2 separate regions of the Sus scrofa genome follow, and region 2 is linked to region 1. The links are chromatin contacts, called in public HiChIP or PLAC-seq maps. All regions are on one chromosome and are shown on one strand. Each heading gives the region's core, a stretch centred on a gene start, on an enhancer-like site or on the middle of the called end of the contact. The rest is flanking DNA. Distances are from core to core; before and after follow the strand shown. Region 1 holds the start of UBLCP1 (ubiquitin-like domain-containing CTD phosphatase 1). Region 2 overlaps RNF145 (RING finger protein 145).

What was found. HiChIP or PLAC-seq counts read pairs in DNA pulled down with a chosen protein or histone mark.
Region 2: a contact with region 1 is called in an H3K27ac HiChIP or PLAC-seq map of alveolar macrophages. The contact joins the enhancer-like site here to the promoter of UBLCP1 in region 1. A contact is called at or near these places in 3 of 5 promoter capture datasets (fetal liver, fetal skeletal muscle and liver), 24 of 47 Hi-C or Micro-C datasets (adipocytes, alveolar macrophages, blood and 15 more) and 2 of 2 datasets of contacts at active chromatin or transcription factors (alveolar macrophages and skeletal muscle).

The regions. Positions count from the first base shown.
Region 1 is chr16:64,204,166-64,207,206 of Sscrofa11.1, reverse strand. It overlaps UBLCP1 (ubiquitin-like domain-containing CTD phosphatase 1), which reads left to right and starts at 1,523. Exons shown (of 11, transcript XM_003134100.4): 1 at 1,523-1,839.
Region 2 is chr16:64,309,881-64,313,367 of Sscrofa11.1, reverse strand. RNF145 (RING finger protein 145) reads right to left here. Exons shown (of 11, transcript XM_021077056.1): 10 at 3,159-3,487; 11 at 1-862. The coding sequence ends at 479. Among named protein-coding and RNA genes, the nearest start is that of EBF1, 46 kb to the left of the region's middle. Within about 2 kb of position 1,402, at least 6 of the 83 cell types and tissues checked have an H3K27ac peak or open chromatin away from gene starts, as enhancers often do. A contact at or near this core is called in alveolar macrophages, where this site is marked.

The DNA.
Region 1 (3,041 bases), core at 274-2,773:
TCAATCGACTTGAAGTGTTTTCTCAACATTATCTTTGATATAATGAATGTTTAGCTAAAGATAAATGGACTTGGAGGAATTGAGATATGGGCATAACTTAAAATCATCTGTTAAATGGACCATTTGACTACAATACTCCACTACCATTATTTTCTGAGAAATACTACTGTTCAACACTTGGTTAGATGATTTGTAATTATTAAATTATTTACTTTAGTAATACCAGACTTATCAGACCATTTGTACAAAGCTATTCCATGATTAAAAAGAACCTCCTTATGGATCCTGTTGCTTAGAATTAGTAAAGCCTTAAAAATGTTTTAGCTCACTGTAATATTAAGAAAAACAAGCTTCTCAGTTGTCACGGCAGCAGCACGGGTTTCTGTTGTGGCAAGGTTGGATTTGCCGCCTAGGAACTTCTACAAGCGGCAGGCTTGGGCCCGTCCCCTGGGGGTGGGGAGAGGAAACAAGCTTCTTTAACCACCACTGCAAAAATATGAAGTGGTCAAGAAGCTGCTTGGCATTGGAACAAATAAAAAAAGATTGGATTGAAAGATTATAATTCATTCTGGAGTCCAGTTCCTCGCCTTTTGACCATCTCTTTGGCTGGATTGCTAATGTATGACTTTTGTACAAACTCTTTTAACGTGGGGTTTTCCCTTCCCTATTTTTTGGAGGAAAGAGGTAATGCTTTTTGCTGAAAATGTTTCATTTTTAAAAATGAGCACACTCATACTAGTGAAGTAAAAATTACCACAAAAGTAAAGGAAAACGCAAAGTAGTTTACATGTCTTAACTAAAAAACTGCTAAGACATAAAACCTGGCTCTTTGCTTACTTTCCACGGCAGCCAAAGGGAATCATGGATCAGTTACAATCGCTGCCAAGAAAGAAATATACAAGTAATTTAAGGACTGGTGCATACTTGGTGCCAATATTATTTTTACCTTCCTCAAACCCAAGTTTTGTTTGGCGCCACAACAATCTGGTGGGCAATTTTTTTTTCCTAACATAAAGTGATGCACATTGAGAGTTCGCTATAAATACCAGCTAAGGGCTGCTCCAAAAATCCACTGAAGTCTGGAATTCTTTTGTCAAGGTTTGTAATTAACATTCTGAGGGAAGATTGAAGGGGCGGGTGGATACAGTACTACAGTAACCTCGACGGCAGCTCTCAAAATCAGATTTGCTTTCTTGTCTTCCAAGACTTGGGCTTGCCCCTTCCCTTTCTTGAGGAATCTGTTTCCCTTTACATTGGGAAAAATGGGTAGAATTACTGGTGTTGGTGGCCCCGGGGGCCAGGAAGAGTTCTCAAGTTTACAGTCCTCAAACGTCACCTTTCAGACCTCATTCGGAACATAACAAAGCCACAGGAGTCCTAGGCTTGAGTCCCGCGAAGATCTCAAGAATAACCGGGGAAGCCGGCGAAGCGACTCCGTCCCAGCTCCGACTTCGGCGAAACAATACCAGAGACGTCATAGCCCAGCCCTCCAACCTCCGCCCGCCTCAGAGCCCGCGAGTGGGACGCATGCGCAGAACAGGTGAGGGCCGCCACCGCCGTGGGATCGCAGGCATCTGCACAGCGGCCACACTCTCGTAAAGGCCTGGTCCCCTAGTCTCGGCGACGACGTCTCTATGAAGCAGGGGCTATGCAGCATCACTACCCAAAGAGAAACAAGGGAAACAGCACTCCCGTCCCCCGCGCGCTTCCGTTTAAAAGCCTAACTTCCGGTTCGTTAACCGGTTCCGGTCCTCGCCTCTCACTTCCGGTCGTCTGGGGTTCCGCTGCGGTCGGATCCTGCGTCCGCTGTTGCCGGGGATCCTGCGTCCGCTGTTCCAGGTGAGGGGAAGAGGAGTGTAGCGGCGCGCTGGCCGCGGAGACACCGTTGGGCTAGGGGACCGCAGCTTTGCTGTCCCCTTGACGTCTCCTCTGCTTCCGCCCGGCGTGCAGGCTGGAGCTGCTTGTGGGTGCCCCGTCCGCGTCTGCCCTGGTTCGCGGCCCAGGCCTCCAACCTCCGCCGGCTCAGCACTAGGGCTGCCGCCCTCGCATCCGGCCTCCTCGACTGTGTGGAGGACTCAGTGGGTTTTGCGTCCCCAAACCTCATTTCTCCCTCGTTTCTCTTCTGGGGTTTGCCCATCTCTTCTCCTACCTGTGGAACGCATCCTGGCCCTCTTCGGCTGGGGGCATCTCTACTCCCCCGCTCCCTTTTTTGGGCCGCCCGGCGACATATCCGAGCCACCGACATGACCTAAGCCTCAGCTACCGCAACTCGGGATCCCCAACCCACTGGGTCGGACCGGGAATAGAACCTGCGCCCCAGCGCTACCAAGGCGCTAATCCTGTTGTGTCACAGCGGGAACTCCTCTACCTCCTTTTTATGCTGTCCCACCAGTTACTTCCCGAAGCTCTTGCCTCTCCACTCCCTCGCAGTTGCTGCTGCTGTGCTGTCTCGAGTTGGGAGTTGACAGTACTTTAATAGTTACCTTTTAAGTAGGCAAGTTGAAAAGTTAACTCCCTTATCTCAATTCCTAAGGTGTTAACTTTTGCTGCTGTTATTTTCAAGTTAACAACCTTTGCTACTTTTTAGTTGTATGGTCTCTGGCAAGTTGTTTTTCTCCTTTTTCGGTTTTCTGATCTGCGTAACGAAGACACTAGTTGTCAGTTTAGATTGTGAAGATTAAATGAGATGATTCAATTAATTTGTTGAGCATGTTACTTTTCTATCATCACCGCCATTCATATTGCTTTTTACAGTCTACATAGTGCTGTCACGGCTGTTACCTCATGCCCTAACAGTATTCTTGTCAAGTAAAAATTCCTGCCTTGACTAGAGAAAGTTACCACTGTATGTTTGTTAGGAGAATTTACCCAAACAGCCATTCTTAACTGTTGAGAGGTACACCGTAAAGGAGTGCTTCTTGCTTACTCCTTTGCATTTGATTGCCACCCCCACCCCCAAGTCATTTTTCAGTTAATAAATCTAAGAGGGTCCAAGGTGATACAAAGCATTAGAATTGTGTAAGAAAGAAGGCTAAATGTGA
Region 2 (3,487 bases), core at 153-2,652, 110 kb before region 1:
GGCTGAGTTCCAATTAACTGAGGGAAAGGGGGTGGAGAAAAGGGCTGGTCACTACTCATACTTTGTAAAAAAGCGTTCCTGTCCCATAGAAAGTGAGAGGTCAGTTTCACTTCTGCCTGCTTCCTCCATGCTCTGGCTCAAGCTCCTCATCCTTCTTTCTTTAGCCCCTTTTAGACACTCAAATCTGATTTTGTTTATCCCGCACAAATCAGGGGCAGTTTCTGAAGTTGCTAAGGTTGAATTTCCTTGGCAAACCTCTACCAAACATCAGCATAGGATGTATAAACACTTTGATTAGCACACGTAGCAAAATTTCTTCCACAATGTCAAAGGGATGAAAGCAGGAGGTCTCCACTGAGAGAACTTCTTGGATTAGATCCTTGGAATGTCAAATCTCCTATCTATCACCTCATACATTCATTCCTCAAATCTGAGCACGAATGCCATTGTGAGCTAATGTCTCCAGAGAAGCAAAGCATCACTCCTGCTCCTTTTCTTCCAGACTGCCCTCAACAGGATGCGCTTCATCTTTTGCACTAAGAGGATTTTCCCTGGGATCACAAGCCCCTTCCTGGCCGTCTAATCTTCTGGCAACGCACTCTTCATTGTCCTTAGAGTCTTCTTGCACCCTTGTGTCCTCAGAACGCTCTTGGCTTGGGGGTTCAGTACCTTCCTCAGGCACATTTTGCTCTGCTCCAGCAGGAGGCTGTGGAACTGGCTCAGACCCTAAGCCTGGCAGCTGCGAGGAGTTTTTGAGGTGGCAGTGGCACAGAGGGCAGGTCTCCTGGACATACAGCCATTTTTTGAGACAGCCTGCATGGAAGAAATGACTGCAAGGTGTGATCACTGCAGATTTCATGTCCTACAAGGGGGGAAAAAGACACCTCATAAACGTCTATTATAAAACCTCTGCTACATTCAAATTCTACTTCCAACACTTCTTTGCCATAAATGCTCCAGAGAAAATATGTAACACAAATCTTAGAATAAGACCTATTTTATACTTCAGTAATAATCTTCTTGCCATCAGAGACACCTTTACACAAATAATGCAAGAACCACTGGCTAAGCAATTTTTTAAAAGAAATAAAAACCAAAAATGAGGAAGGAAGGAGCTTCTTAACTGGGTTCTGCCTCAGTGTGAAACACAAGGCTTACACAACTGTGGCAGTATGATTACCAGGTCTCCATCAGCACAGTGCAAGTGTAATTACAATCTCAGAAAATGTGATGAAGACAGGACTTTTTCCACAGTTTTGCTTCAACACAGCTCAACAGATTATTCCATGATGAGATCATCGGCAAGGAGACAAATCAGCCACATACACCAGGGTATTGGCAAGGAAGTGGCAATTTCGTTAGGGAGAATGTACATCCCAGTTTTCACGATATGGCATAAACCAGTGTTTCTCAACTTGCATCAGAACCACCCGGAGTGCTTGCTAACCATGCATGTTCTGGGGCCACCCCAGACCTACTGATCTGGCTTTCTGAAGATGGCATTCACAAGTCCATAGGTACGGCAAGCCACCCATGTGACTTTATCACACACTCAAGTTTAATAACCACTGAAATAAGAAGTGGTATACTTTGCATTAATAGCACTTGCATAAAATATATTTGGGGAGGGAGGACTGAGGACATGAAGTTTAAAGTGTAAGAACATACATTTGGTAGATCAACCATTAATTTTGTTTAAAGTCCTAGAACAAGGAGTTGTGGCTATAGCAGAAATTCCTTGCCAAGAACTGGTAACACCTGGGAGTCAACTTTTAAGCAGAAAGCCATCCAAGGAAAAGCAGCCAGCTGGGAAGTTAAGCAACTTGACTTTAATTTTCTGTGTGGTATCAGCAGGTAGTTCAGACACCTCAAAAAAAGTGATGTGACAACAGGAAATACAAAAAGAGGCCTCTCAAACCCCAGAGATGGTATATTTATACATTAGCTGCTGAAGTTGATGTGCCCCAAATCTATCTTTGTTGTGCTTTGTCTGCATACAACAAGACTACTGAGCACAAAGGAGCCAGAAGGAAGACAATGCCCCTTAACCTGGGAGGGTAATAACTACATCGCTTCTCAATCTCCCCACCTAGAAACCATTACTTTGCTAGTACCTAAAAGTATGATTCTAACAATGATCAAAATGTGGCAGTTGAATCTTACTCCTAGGAAAAACTCTTATTCTAGACAGCCTTCACACACACACACACACACACACACACACACACACACACACACACTCTCACTCTCACCATCTACACTGGAAAGCAGCCTTGGGGCAGTACCTCCCCCGTATATTCACTGATACTACCCATAGTTTTATTCCACTAGCCCACATTCTTCGAGAGTGATTTCAAAGGAAGCGTTTGCACAGTCGCCCAAAATTTCTGCCTGTACTTTCAACTGTACAGTTTAGCTGTAAAAGCTGCTACACTCAAGGTCACCCTCCTGCACAAGTGACTGATGACTAAACTCTAGGTCTACTTTTTATTACTGTTATATTTCCAAGCTGATACAATTACTATTTTTCAATTCTTTCATGACAGAAGACAATCATCAGCTATCCAGGGTGCATACGCCAAAGATGCCAGGCAGACCAACTGCAATGTACACCAACTGGTCGCCTCTGCCATCTCTCCCACTCCACCCACCCACTTCCACACAGAAGCTGCACCCCTCTTAGATAGCCCTCAACCCACAGGTATGCACACGTGCTCCTCGGCTACATTAAGTGAATGGACACCTTTTCCCCACCCTGGAAAGACCAGAGGGAAGAGTCAGAATCTTGGCACACCACTTTTCAGAAGTTGCTGACTCCTGATTGACAGTATATGCTTGAGAGTACATGTATTTGTGTGTGCATATGTTTGTTCAGGAGTGAATATAAAATACACCTGACCTGTTTTTCCTTTATTTATGGGTGAGCAATAATGTTGAAAATAACAATAAATTAGAACTTGAGGGACTAAATTAAAAACTTACTTTAGAAATAAAATGGAAATATTTTATCAGATCTTTAATAATTTCTGAGGTCCACTTTTTTTCAATCCAGAAGATAATTCTGCCTGGAAATTTAACTTATATTTGGGTAATGTCATTAAGGTCGAACAGGTTACACTACATGACCCGCCCAACAGGCTTTTTACAATGCGAGTTACCTGATAACAGATGGCACAAATATCATTGTGTTTCTCAAGCTGCTCTTTTGTAGCAATGGGTAATGATTTAATCTTATTCACAGCATCCCTGCGCAGAAGGAAGCTCTTCCACCCCAGCTGGGCCCGAAGCCACACATTATAGTAGGAATGGATGAAGATGATCATGGAGCCCATTACTGTCCATTCTCCAAAGATGGTCTCTGAGACTCCATAGGCCACCACACAGAGGGCCACAAGAAACTCCAGGAGGCGGTAAGTGCCATTCACGTAGTAGATGACATCATCCATGTTTTCTACTGGCTCTTTTCTGAACTCCTCAACCATAAATA